Linked DNA regions of Ovis aries: region 1 is linked to region 2. A link is a contact called in public Hi-C data. All regions are on one chromosome and are shown on one strand. The core of a region is the stretch at or near the end of the contact, and the rest is flanking DNA. Distances in the headings are between cores, read along the strand shown.

The links. Hi-C and Micro-C count contacts between places; a contact is called where the count stands out from the background.
Region 1: a Hi-C map of tail adipose tissue shows a contact between it and region 2, with 2.8 times the contacts expected there. The contact joins the promoter of LOC132658082 here to the promoter of KCNC4 in region 2. A contact is called at or near these places in 9 of 16 Hi-C or Micro-C datasets (blood, hypothalamus, liver and 4 more).

Annotation. Positions count from the first base shown.
Region 1 is chr1:87,706,050-87,712,772 of ARS-UI_Ramb_v3.0, forward strand. It overlaps LOC132658082, which reads left to right and starts at 2,375. Exons shown (of 2, transcript XM_060401415.1): 1 at 2,375-6,723. The coding sequence starts at 4,594. The coding sequence ends at 5,877. LAMTOR5 (late endosomal/lysosomal adaptor, MAPK and MTOR activator 5) reads right to left here and starts at 2,259. Exons shown (of 4, transcript XM_004002306.4): 1 at 2,194-2,259; 2 at 1,280-1,341. The coding sequence starts at 2,228.
Region 2 is chr1:87,521,416-87,527,804 of ARS-UI_Ramb_v3.0, forward strand. It overlaps KCNC4 (potassium voltage-gated channel subfamily C member 4), which reads left to right and starts at 4,189. Exons shown (of 4, transcript XM_027972888.2): 1 at 4,189-6,088. The coding sequence starts at 5,420.

The sequences.
Region 1 (6,723 bases), core at 1,125-3,624, 180 kb after region 2:
CCCTGGGTTGGGAAGATCTCCTGGAGAAGGGAATGGCAACCCACTCCAGTATTCTTGCCTCCATCCCCCCCTACCCCCCAAAAAAGCATTAATTGGACATACAGTGAAATCTTTTGGGCCTTGAAGGTTTCTTGAAGGAATACATTTAGTTTTAGATTTCTGCACTTGAATTTCAGCCTTTCCATTTGTGAGTGTGGCAACAAACCTCAAAAAAATCTGCCCTTTTCCCTCCAACCAACTGGTTTGTGTGCAAAATCTAACTGGGTGACACAGACTACTACTTTCAATTACTCTCCCAGCAACAATTCTGAGCTTTAAAAAGCCCTATAGTACAGAGGAGTAAAGAACAAGATGTCCTGGGTTTACTTGTTCTGACATGACTTAGCTGAAGCCTTCCATTGTCTACCTTTCTGGATTTATTTTCTCATGTGTAACTGTTACCATTTATTGAGCATTATGTCTGAACTCTGTGTTGAGTGTTTTATATATATAATCTTATAGTACTGTGATTAAAAGACTATGGAGCCAGATTCAAATCCTAGCTCAACCATTTACTAACTGTGTGACCTTAGGCAAGTTTACTCAACCTCTGTGCCTCAGTTTCTTTACCTCATAGGGTTGTCATGAGGATTAAATGACTTAGTATATGTAAAGCACTTATAGTACCTGGTACACAGTAAGAGCTCATGGATGCAATTCCATAATATTTATTATTAAAAAACAACTCAGTAAAGAAACTGAGCCTCTGAGATGTTCTTTTTGGTCCCAGTTCACACTACTAGTAAACAGAAGAGCAAGGGGGTGAACCTACGTGTGTCCAACTCTACATCCCACATTTTTATTGCCTACTCACTTACTGTTAAGTGAAGTTGAACTGAAAAATAACACCATCACACATTTAGCAGGGTTACTGTGAAAATTAGAGATGATGTATACAGAGCTTAGCAGCCCCAACATATGGTATCTATTCAATAAATAGTAACTACTGTCATTATCTGAAGTCCTTTCTAGACCCAATTTAAAATTATTCAAATACTACTACAGTAGAAGCAACTGTGCAGTGCCAGAACTGCAAGAAACATTTCTACTTTTATAAATGTCAACTGAGAAGTTTCAGTTTTCTAATCTTGTTATTTGGAGATGATATCTACTCTCATAAAAGTCCCCAGAAAGTGTCAGGATAACAGGAAATAAAAACTAGAGAACAATAGCATGCTAGGCTCTCAGTCAACATCAAGTGCTATGCAGTCTACCAAAAGGGATGATGTGAGATACTTACAACCTAGATTGAGTCCTTGTGAATCTGTGCACAGGACTCCAACAATGGATGGATTCTTCATCCTAATTCCAGGAACACAGGAAAAAGGAAGAAAATGATGTGGGAAAATGACATTAATAATAACACAAAGAGGCTTTCTATGTACCAGACATTAAATTCGTGTTACTCAATCTTTTTTCACATATCATCCACTCCTATCCCAAGAAAAATTCAATTACAACTATTTTAAATTGAATAGTTAAACCAATTTTTCTCTCATGAGAGAAAAGACTGGCACAGCACTGTTGAGCTCTGGAGGGCCAGGAACGCTGCAATACCTGGGATCTAGTTGCCTTTGTTAAAAATGCATACTTTAGCATACCTACTCACTTGAAACTGCTGAGAAACTTAAGTAACAATGGATTGCCTCACGCTGAGGAAGTGGGAAACTGAGCGGTACTGATGGGAAGGAGGTGTTCCCCTGTACGCTGTCTTATATTTTTCCAATTTTGGATTTTACGTAGATATTACTCATTCGAAAAATTTAAGGGATGCCTTTCATTTCCTTAGGCGACAAGTAACTGGTTACACCCGGAAGGAAATAAGCATGTGTGTTTACGTTTATAAAGGCAGGGCTCGGCACAGGTGGTACATCTTTCCCTCGAAAGAACCGGGTTCCTAAAACTGTCGAAGAGCGACCCTGTCCAGACAATTTCAGCACGACAGAGGGGTTGGGGCTCGGACCGCGGAGACCGGCTCGGGAGGGAGTGTGCGGAGCCCCTGCGCAATTTAATTCCGGGTCACCTCGCACCCCCACCGGAGGCCCCGGGACAGAGCGTCTCCTAGACGTCCAGCCGGCGCTCGCAGCTCGCACTCTGTCCCGTTCAACTTCTCCAGCCGCGACCCCAGGACGGGCCGACAAGGATACTACTCACGTGTCCTCCAAGTGTTGCTCTAAGGTAGCCTCCATCTCGTCACGGGTCGCCTCCTTCTTCGCCACTGGTGTCAGGTGCCTCTCGGGCGGTCACATGACGTGAGCGCGCCGTGAGCAAGGACGGCGCCTCCAAAGGGACAAACTTCGCGGCGCGTCCTCCGCGTTATGTCCAGGATGACATCATTACGCGCCCGCCGCGGCGTATTGGCAGGGGTTCTGTTTCCCGCGCGGCGACTGGCGACTGGACGGCGTGGAATGTTCCCTGAGGAGGGAAATCTGCAGTCCCACCGATTCCGAGAAGTCGGGCGAGATCTAATTGAAGTTTTACAATAAATAACCTGCCCTGTTCCGCGGGGTCTCATCCAGGCGGTGGGGCAGGGACAGACAAGAGCGACACAGGATCCCAATGAAGGATCCCCAGGCTTGTAGGAGAAAAGATTGAACACAGACTAGAGGACGAGATGGAACAAGGCTAATGGAGGTTTCGGGAAACGGTCGGGATTTTAAGGAAAAGGTTGGTTCTTCCCCTTTGGCAAGGGAAAGAACCTGGCACTTGTGATAAAGACTAGATAGGACTACTTAAGAATAACCTTTTAAAAAAAGTTAATTAGCCCACCCATAGTCTCTGTCCAAAGATGAATATTAATCCCTTGGAGAATATTCTTCAAGCAATTATCTTTGCAAGTAAATGCTTTTATGTTGTTGTATCTTTTTAAAGCTAAATCGACACACATACTGGGTATACTATTCTGCTGCTGATCTTTTGCACAGTATTTAGCATAAATGTCTTTCCATGTCAGTAAGTGGCTTCCCAGGTAGCTCAGCGGTAAAGAATCTGTCTGCTAGTGTAGGACACGTGAGTTCGATCCCTGGGTTAGGAAGATTCTCTGTGAAGCAGTCTTTTGGGCCTAGAAAAGAAAACAACAGTCTCAGAGGCCCTTGCAGAATCATCTAACTTCGGAGAAAACGAAACAGAACTTTAGGTCCCACCCTGATACTCCAGGCCAGTTGCATCTATCTGGGACTTACCACCTCCTGTCCAGAAACCTTCCACCCCCTACACCTGCCCAGAAGACTTATCACCCCTGCCCAACTACAAATGCCATCTCAACTAAAGAATACCCAAAACATCCCGCCTGATTAACATTTCCCTTATCGCTTCCACAAAGTGAAAGTGAAGTCGCTCAGTCGTGTCGGACTCTTTGAGACCCCATGGACTATAGCCTCTGTCCATGGGATTTTCCAGGCAATAGTACTGGAGTGGATTGCCATTTCCTTCTCCAGGGGATCCTCCTGACCCAGGGATCGAACCCGGGTCTCCCACATTGTAGGCAGACGCTTTACCGTCTGAGCCACACTATAAACCCGATCGCTTCCACAAACCTCCCTATAAATATGGAGACTCCTTGATCCCTCTCGGCGCTCAGCCTGGTCGTTAGGCCGACTGTCGCCCCTCCTTGCCTGAATTAAGGTAACCTACTTCTGTCGAGGTTGTCTTTCTTCTTTCTGCCTCAGCCCCAACTATACCTTATATTCTTGGTGCGGAAACCCGGGAAGGGGAGAGGCACTCGGCTCACTCTCTCTCACTCTCCCTCCCTCTCATTGTTTTCCCTTTTCCTGGAGTCTGGGAGGGTGAACATCCTCCGAGCTCACGAGCTCACTTTTCTGCCGGGGCTCAAGTTCCCCTTGGGGACGCCTAGTGCCTTTGTGAGCGGTGCAAGCCTTGGGCTAAGGCTTATTGGTGCTTTGCCTACCCCCAGGCCTTGGCTGTACCCCCTCTCCCTCTCTCTCTCTCTCTGACGACCTCCGGAATAGGGAACTCTTGCCATTCGACTGCTCTACTGCAACACTCCACTCAAGCCGGCCCCTAGATTAAGGTAAGATCCGGATGGTGTTCTAGAGGCACCCTAGAACTCAGTCCTCTTTGAGTCCCCGGGACCCCCGGCCCAGGGCCACTCTGTAGGCGACCGTGGGGGACGCTCCACCTTGACACAGAGCTCTCTTCTCATAACTCCTATTGCGACTTGAGCTCTCAACAGGAGCCTCTGCCTGCCTTTCAATTATGGGATCTGGCCAGTCTGTCCCAAAAGACTCCCCTCTGACCTGTGTTCTCAAAACTCTCAAACCACTCTCACTCACTGAACTCAAAGCTAACGGTTTAAAACAACTGTACACAGATTTGGCCTCAATACCAATTAGACAATCGAGACTGCTGGCCTGAAGTCGGCACATTTGACTTTAACATTCTTCAAAATCTTCGGATCAGCCCTCCCTATGCAAGGCCTGCTCCACCCACGAGGTCCTTCTATGCACCTTGCCTCCCAAGCGAAAGGGCTCTTCCTCAACTAACTGCAGACCACGACCTTCTGACCTTCCGCACCCCCGGAGTTCGACCCCGCGGATGAGCCCCCTCCCTACCCGCTGCCCCGCCAACCCTCTCCTTCCCCTTCATCCAACTCACCTACTGGCGTGGAAACCTCTCCTGACTTCCCCTCAACCCTGCTACCCCATCTCACCGACTCCCCTCCCCTCTTTCTCCCCACCCCCACACAGTCCCATACCCAACATGTTTCCCCTGAGAGAGGTGGCAGGACCAAAGGGCCCCACCCGAGTCCACGTGCCATTTTCATTGTCAGATATGAGCCAGATAGAAGAAAAGCTAGGATCATTTTCCGAAAATCCTACCAGATACAGAAAAAAATTCCTGAGACTCTCCCAGGCCTGTAACCTCACATGGAGTGACATATATTATATCCTAAATGCCACTCTCACCCCTGACAAAAAAGACCGTATCTGGCAAGTGGCTAAAGCCCATGCTGATCATTTACACAACCAAGACTGGGATAGCTCAGTTGCTGATGAGGCAGTGCCTCAGTTAGATCCCCACCGGACCTACCAGCCCAGTAACCCAGGTATCAAGAGACTCAATCATATGATTACCTGCATTCTAGAAGGAATGCAAAAAAATATTCATATCCATGTCAGTTATGATAAAGTCAGAGAAATCACCCAAGGGGCAGACGAAAATCCAGCCTTATTCTTGGCACGCCTCACAGGCATAGTCCAGAAGTATACCAACCTAGATATCACCACCCCTGCTGGGTTACTCTACCTTCACGTTCAATTCATCAGCCAGTCCACCCCTGACATCAGACGCAAGCTTCGACAACTAGAAAAGGGCCCCAAGACCCCCCAAAGAGACCTAGAAGTAGCCTTCAAGGTGTTCAGTAATAAAGAGGATGAGGCTAAGAGAAAAAAAGAACGTGAGAGAAAAGCTAAATATGCCTTTTTGGCGGCAGCAGTTAAGAAAAGAGATCAGCCTGGCCCAAGTCATCCCAGAACGGGGCTTAAGACCACTACCACCCCCACCCCGGACCCGGCTTCCGATGCAACCAGTCAGGACACTGGGCAAAGGCATGCGCAAACCCGCGGCCCCCCACAAAAGCATGCCCAACCTGTGGCCAGTGGGGACACTGAAAGATGGACTGTCCCCAGGGATGCCCTGGCAGCCCTGGGGAGGTCCCCACCTCCTAGACCTGGAGAGTGGGATGCCCACAGGGACGCCCTGGCGCCTCTGGGGAAACCCCCACTTCTCCCCAGAACCCCAGCCCAACCCTACGAGAGTTGTTCCAATGACGGCCGGGTTCCAACCCCGCTGTGTCCTGAACAGGAGCTCGGAACTTAGGGTAGACGGGGTAGTGGCCGGAAAAAAGATCTCCTTTATAGTAGACACTGGAGCCACTTTCTCTCTCTTAACTTCCTACTCTGGCCCAACTCAGGACTCAGAACTCACAATCAAGGGGGTCTCTGGGGTTCCCCTAAGGCCAAAAATCAGCCCTCCATTACTCTGTCAATTTGGAAAATCGAGCCTCATACACTCAGTCCTCATAATGCCTCAGTGCCTGATGGCACTCCTAGGGAGAGATTTGCTATCCAAACTGGGGGTCTTTATTACCATACCCCCCCTCGATATAGTCTATATTCTGCATACAGATGGCACCTGGACGGTCCCTATCCCTCACCCCTGACCTCCCCTTGGATCTACCAGCCCTAGACCCCCAAGTCTGGGACACTGATCACCCATCCATAGCCAAACATCATCCCCCAGTCCACATTACCCTAAAAGACCCCTCGACTATAATCACGTGACAACAGTACTCTCTCACCCCAGAGGCCCACAAGAGACTTAAAGCCTATCATAGACCGCCTTCTTCAAGCCTCTATCCTAATTCTTACCCATTCACCACACAACACCCCTATTCTGGCAGTAAGGAAGGGACCCAAGTCTTGGAGACTGGTCCAGGATCTGCAAAAAGTCAATGAGGCCATCAGATCGACATTCCCAGTAGTCTCTGACCCTTAAACCCTTCTGTCTACCATACCCCCGACTGCAACCCACTTCACAATATTAGATCTTAAAGACGCCTTTTTCATCATCCCTCTCCATCCCCTCCCAACCCCTTTTCACTTTCACCTGGCAAGACCCCAAGACTCACATTTCCCAACAACTAACATGGACAGTTGTCCCCCA
Region 2 (6,389 bases), core at 2,939-5,438:
CCAGCTGCAGAGAATAGCTCTGCCCTTGGCTCCCTGGGTCAGAGCTGGCTGCCTTCTAGGTCTATCTGCTCTTCCCAGAGCTGACCCAAGCAGGGAAGGACCCCTAGGCTTCATGAGCATCCAAGAGGAGCCAAAGTTTTTTCTGCCTCTCCAGACACCACTTTCCTTTCTCCGAGACCTTGCTAGAGGGGACCGGGCCCATCGGGACTAATGAACACACTAATGGAATAAACCAGTTTTGCTGGAATTTGGCCCAAGTGGGAATAATCTGTACTCTTCTAGATGGAGAAGCATGGAGTGCCAAGGAGTCTTACCAGCTGGGCCCTGACCTACTGTGTGTCCATGGGCACTCTTACTCTCTACCCCCAGGCTAGGTCTCTACCTCAGCAGCCTTGAGCCAGGAGGGCTCTGGGGGTCCACTTAGCTGCCCCAATCCTGAACACTATTTCCATGATTCCCATGAACACTGTTCTACCTGCAGAAGCCACATGGACCCCGGGTCCTTCTTGACCCTTGGTGCAACCCCAGGCCCAGCTCAGTCTCCCAGCAATCGCTGCTGCTCCTCAGGCTTGGAATCTCTCAAGGAGAATGTGCCTGTGGGTTGACACCCAGGTGCCTTCCAGCCTTTTGACTCCAAATTCATGGTTTATGATACTCTTAGTCCTGGCTAGGCCTGAGCTTGTAGTCTACACCCTTCTGATCCTTTCCCTTTAAGAGCTGGGCCACCGAAAGGCCATCTTTGGAATTCCCCTGGGGCCCCAAATACACCTGCACTAGGATTTTCACTGCAACCCAGCCCCATCTTCAGCCCTTGTGCAGAGCCCTTCCAGCTGACCTCTGCAAGGCCCAGCGGGCTGTCCTAATGTCTGGGTTCTTCCCAGATCCCTCCTAGGAAGGCTATCAGCATTTGATTTGGAGCCTGCAAGTCTCTGCAGGCTGCTTGGGGGTGGGGGTGGGAGGCAGGATAAAGTGAAGTGATAAGCACAAAGGAGGTTTCAGCCTCCACTCATCCTCCCAACTCTCCCTCCACAAGGGGAAAAGCTCTATCACCTTCTGCCTCTGTGATGATGGCTGATAAAGCAATTCAATTAACCAGTCTGGGAAGCAGGGAAGGCTGGGAGAGGATGCTGGCTCCTTGACCTGTATCTGAGGGAAGAGAGATCGGTCCTTGGCTGGAGCTGGAATACCAAAACAGGGATATGTGAATAGCAATGGTTAGGCTTTTGGCTTGGAACCTACAGGCCTGTTGCTAGGCCTGGAGCCCCTCAAAACAAGCAGAGTCCAAAGAAAAAAATGGAGAGGAGACTGGGTGGCTCATGTTATCCCAAAGTGGTTGAGCCTTGCACCAAGTAGGAAATGTAAATAGCTTTGATGTCAGGCTTTCAAGCCTTCCAGATCAGCCTCAGCCCTACGAGAGAAAGGGCCTTATAGGGGCCATTCCAGAGCCGACACCCCTCATCCAGCCCACTCTGGGATCAAACACTACTCTCTTTTCTCTTCATTTGCCATACCTTTATCCCTGCTGAGGAAAGCACACTGTGGCTGACACTTAAGCATGAACTGGCTCCCAGATGGATGTCATTTCCAGACAGCCAGAAGAAACCTGGGCAGTCAGGGAAGGAAAGTGGAGAAAAGGTGATAATGAAGGGAAAGAAGTTTGTGGAATTCAGAATTTCCAACTGTGACTGCTTTGTGGTCTTGCTTAAAACTGTCAGATATCAAGGTCTTGGAACAATGGAAAAGGGAGAGAGCAAGCTGAGACCCAGATGGGAGAGATAACCTGAGGTCCTGGAATTGACCGACCCTTTTTCTCCCAGGACCACAGCCAAGTGAGGTCTGGAGCATGGTGTCCTAGCACCACCAGGGGGCAGCACCTACCCATCCACAGTAGGCTGTCACATGGTTGGCTGAGCAGGGGGCTCTCTCCTTCCTGGGTTCTGAGCTCTGAGGAAACAGGAGGTCCTCATACACACAGAATAGAGGGAGACAAGCCCTACGAGGCCAACTGCCACATCCTGAATTCTCCGGAAAATTTCAGAGACGCTCAGGTAACAAAGTAGCCCAGAGCTCTAGGATAAAACCTTCAGCAAGTGGTGAGGTCTTCTCTGGAGGCCTCTGGTCTGAGGCAGAGCCCCCTACTCCAGAAGCTGGGTGTGCTGAGTCAGAGGCCCTCCTACCCAGTTCTCTTTCTCCCCACTGCCTCTCCCAGGCTAGGCCCTCTGTTTTCAGTTACTCCTTCTGGGTTCCTCTACCCCCATCCCATTTTCTGATCTTCAGGCCTCCTTTTTCCCTGGTAGCCTTCTCCCTCCACCCATCTCCCCACAGGCTTCTCACCATCTACACACTCTGCAGTGTGGAAACACCAAGAGAGCAGAGATTTACCAGGGCAAGGCTGGAGGGTCTATGTTTTGTTCATTGATTTCCAGTGCCTGGAATAGCTTCTGGGACATAGTAGATATTCAAGAAATATTTATTGAATGAACAAGTGACTTAGGAGTGGGATGCTGGCAAGGCTTTTTTCACCTCTCCCATCCACCTTCAGCATCCTCTCTGTATTCTTGGAATGACTGAGTTCAACCACCCTGAAGAATGGAAAGTAGAGGAGAGACCCCAACGGAGTTTGCCAGGACACAGTCAGCTAGGGCTTTAAAGCTATTCATTACAGTCAATTCTTTAATACCCTTGTTGTGATTCTTACTTCCTCATTCTAGCTTTTGGCTTGTCCTGGGTCTTCTTCTCAGTCACATTTGGGAGATTTCTTTTTCACTGAAGCAAACTCAAAGCCAGCTAAACTCTGAAATGCAGACATCAGATCCAAGGGGTAGAGAGACTAGACACAAAATGAGTGCCAGCAAATTTGTGTTTCTGATTACAGTCCAGAATGTTGTTTAACTTGTCTGTGTGTTAGTAGAGATTACTGTTCATCATCGCATTATTTTGTTTTTTTCTGACCTCATTAAGGATGAGACTTCTGCGTATAAGGATTCCCCATATTTGTACTGGGCTTCTAACCTTTCCTCAGAGCTATAGCCAGATGGTGCCCAGGTGTCCCGGGAGGTGTGTCAATCACCTTGTATTTCTGCTTTAAAATCCTTCTTACAGTGATCTGGACAGATATGGAGAAGGCTTGGCTAAAACTAAAAAAAAAAAAAAAAAAATCATTAAAAAAGAGGACTAAAGATGTGGAAGAGTTCTAGACTTAACAAATAAAAACAAATGAATCTGGACATTGCTTTTGGATTGAAGCCAATGCAGTCAGGCTAGTGCCTAATATTTTGGATATGGCAGCTTCTCAATCACTTAGCAAACAGGTTCTCAGAGGCAGGCACTGTGGGAGCTATCAAGATGAAAAAGCAGTGTGGCCTGTAAGAGCTCAGGGTTGGAGAGCAGAGATGTGACAGAAAAAGGGCAAAGTCAATTTGCAAATGAGTGAAACAGTAGAACCTGGAGGGAATCACAAGGTGTGGCATGGACGCTTTCTATGCGCCCCCTGGGACAACGATGAACCACGGTTTTAACCTAACGATCTTTCAGGGCCATCTGCCCCACACCCGTAACAGCGCCAGGACTACGCTTTTCTTCCACCCAGAACAGGAGCTGCTTTTCTGTCCAAGGCCGCCGGGCGGGGGCTTCGGTGACCGTGACAGAGGCCAGCATCAGGACGACGGGGATCTTGGACCCAGTTTGGGGCGGAGTCGTCAGGAGGCCCTAACAATGTCTGGGGCAGGAGGGGGCAGCCTCTTCCTAGCGACACTGTCTCTCCACTCTTTCCTCCGCACCACCCCCCCCCCCCCCCGCCTCCAGCCTCCAGTCGGCCACAATTAAACCGCAACAAAGCGATCGGCTAGATCGGGAGGAGGAAACGCGAGCGGCCAGAAGGGACAGGCGGAGGTTAGAGGTCAGAGGTCGAGAGCGCTCCGGTGGCCGCGGGACTGCAGTGGGAGGAGCTGCGGGTTCTAGGAAGGCGGGGAGCGGGGCCGAAGGGGGCGGGAGAGGATGGCGGCGGAGGCGCGCAAGAGCGGCGCGCAGGCGGCGAGGGGGTTACGCGCCTGGCTGAGCTGGGCTCGGCTCCGCTCCGCGGAGGAACGCAGAGCTCGGCCGCCGGGGCCCTGCAGCTAGTCTGGTCCGCCCGGAGCCGCGCCCCGCCCACCCCGCCCCGCGGAGGGCGCGCCCGAGCGAGGCGGGGCCGGGAGGAAAAGGCGCCAGCGGAGTGGCGTCCGCTGCCAACGCCGGAGGGAGACGGAGAACCCTCGGAGCCGCAACCCACCAGCGTGGAGGCAACCCCCGTTCCTAGGCCACCTCTCTCCCGCCCCCTGCTGCGGGCCAAGGCCAGCGCCCCGCCCAGAGATGGGTAAACGCGTGGATGGCGTGGCTCCCAGTGCCGCCAGATCGCAGGAGCCCGGCGCCGGGGCGCTGCGCTGAGGCTCCCTCTCGGCGCAGCCCAGGAAGCCTGCAGGTGTCCTTGGCTGCTCGGCCGCCACCCGGGAGACTCCTTCACCAGTGCCCAGAGCCCTGTTCCCTGGAGCTGCCCCGCCCCCCCAAGCTCGGCGCCGCGCAGGACGCCCCGTCTGAGGCCCCCCCGCCCCGGCACGGCCCCCGCAGCGCCCAGCCCAGCGCAGCTCCCCGCCGCTGTCGAGCCGCGGACGCAGGACCAGAGGCTCGCTCCAGCGGGCGCGCTTGTTTTCCTTCTGCCGCTTCGCCCTGCGCAGCACCCGCCTGTCTGAAAGCCGCGTTCCGCCCCGCCCGCCATCCGTGCCCTGCGCTGGATTTATGAATGGGGGGAAGAGGCCACATGCCGCCGCCGCCGCCTCTTGTTGATCGCACGCAGCCCGGGCCCGCGGAGCTCCGGCTACCGTGAGAGCGCCGGCCCGGCCCCGGTAGCCGCTCCCAGGACTTGTTGCTGCTGCGCTGCCGCCGCTGCTGCGGCGGGGAAGCCGGCTGCTCCCGGGCTCGGCGCGGACTGGGAGCAGGAGGGTGGCCCGTGTGGGTGTGAGCGCGCGCACCGCCCGGACCCTCGCAGTGCGCCCGGACAGTGCACTTCCCGGTCTTTCGGGAGGTGAAGGGGGGGCGTGTCCCGGGCCTCTAGCGTCGGAGTGCCTCGGGTCCTAGCGGGGGTAACGTATGTGTGCTTGCCCTACTTCCCCGGGCGCCTCGCTTGGGTCCTCCGCTCTCCGTTTCCCCTCCTGACTCCCTCCCCGGCGCTGCCAGCCCAAACCCCAACCACCTGTGCACCCGAGAAATCCAACTCCTCTCGCTCCGTGCCCCGGGGGGGAGGCAGGGGCAGGGCCACGCCGCAGAGGGGGCCGCCGCTGCCTCCTGCCTCCTCGTCTCCTCCCCCTCCCCCGTCTGACGCTGCCTCCTCGGGAAGGGTGTTTGGAGGGCAGCGGCCGCCCCAAGCCGAAGCCCCGCAGCGCTTCTTATGATCAGCTCGGTGTGTGTCTCCTCCTACCGCGGGCGCAAGTCGGGGAACAAGCCTCCGTCCAAAACATGTCTGAAGGAGGAGATGGCCAAGGGCGAGGCGTCGGAGAAGATCATCATCAACGTGGGCGGCACGCGACATGAGACCTACCGCAGCACCCTGCGCACCCTACCGGGCACCCGCCTCGCCTGGCTGGCCGATCCCGACGGCGGGGGCCGGCCCGAGTCCGATGGCGGTGGTGCAGGCAGCAGCTGCGGCGGGGGCTGCGAGTTCTTCTTCGACCGGCACCCGGGCGTCTTTGCTTACGTGCTCAACTACTACCGCACGGGCAAGCTACATTGCCCCGCCGACGTATGCGGCCCCCTCTTTGAGGAGGAGCTCACCTTCTGGGGCATCGACGAGACCGACGTGGAGCCCTGCTGCTGGATGACCTACCGGCAGCACCGCGACGCCGAGGAGGCGCTCGACATCTTCGAGAGCCCGGACGGAGGCGGTGGGGGCGCGGGGCCCGGCGACGAGGCCGGCGACGACGAGCGGGAGCTGGCCCTGCAGCGCCTGGGGCCCCACGAAGGAGGCGCGGGCCCTGGCGCGGGGCCCGGGGGCTGCCGCGGCTGGCAGCCCCGCATGTGGGCGCTCTTCGAGGATCCCTACTCCTCCCGGGCGGCCAGGGTGAGTGGCAGGAGCCTGGGTCTCCTCTCGACTGAGACTGACTGACTTGACCACCACCTCCCTCCCAAATTACCTTACTTTACATGGGGCCCCTTGGAAATTATACCCCCTTACCCCGCACCCCGCCCCCTGCACGCTTCAGGAGAGTGCACCCACCTGATTTACTACTTGGACCTAATCCAGCTCCTGCTTTAAGGCATCCCCCCTCAAAGCGAGTAGACAACCCGTAGCTGCGCTCTTGCTTTTCCACCCCCTCCTTCCTGCTCAGGCGGCGTCTCTACGTCTACCCCCAATTCCTCTG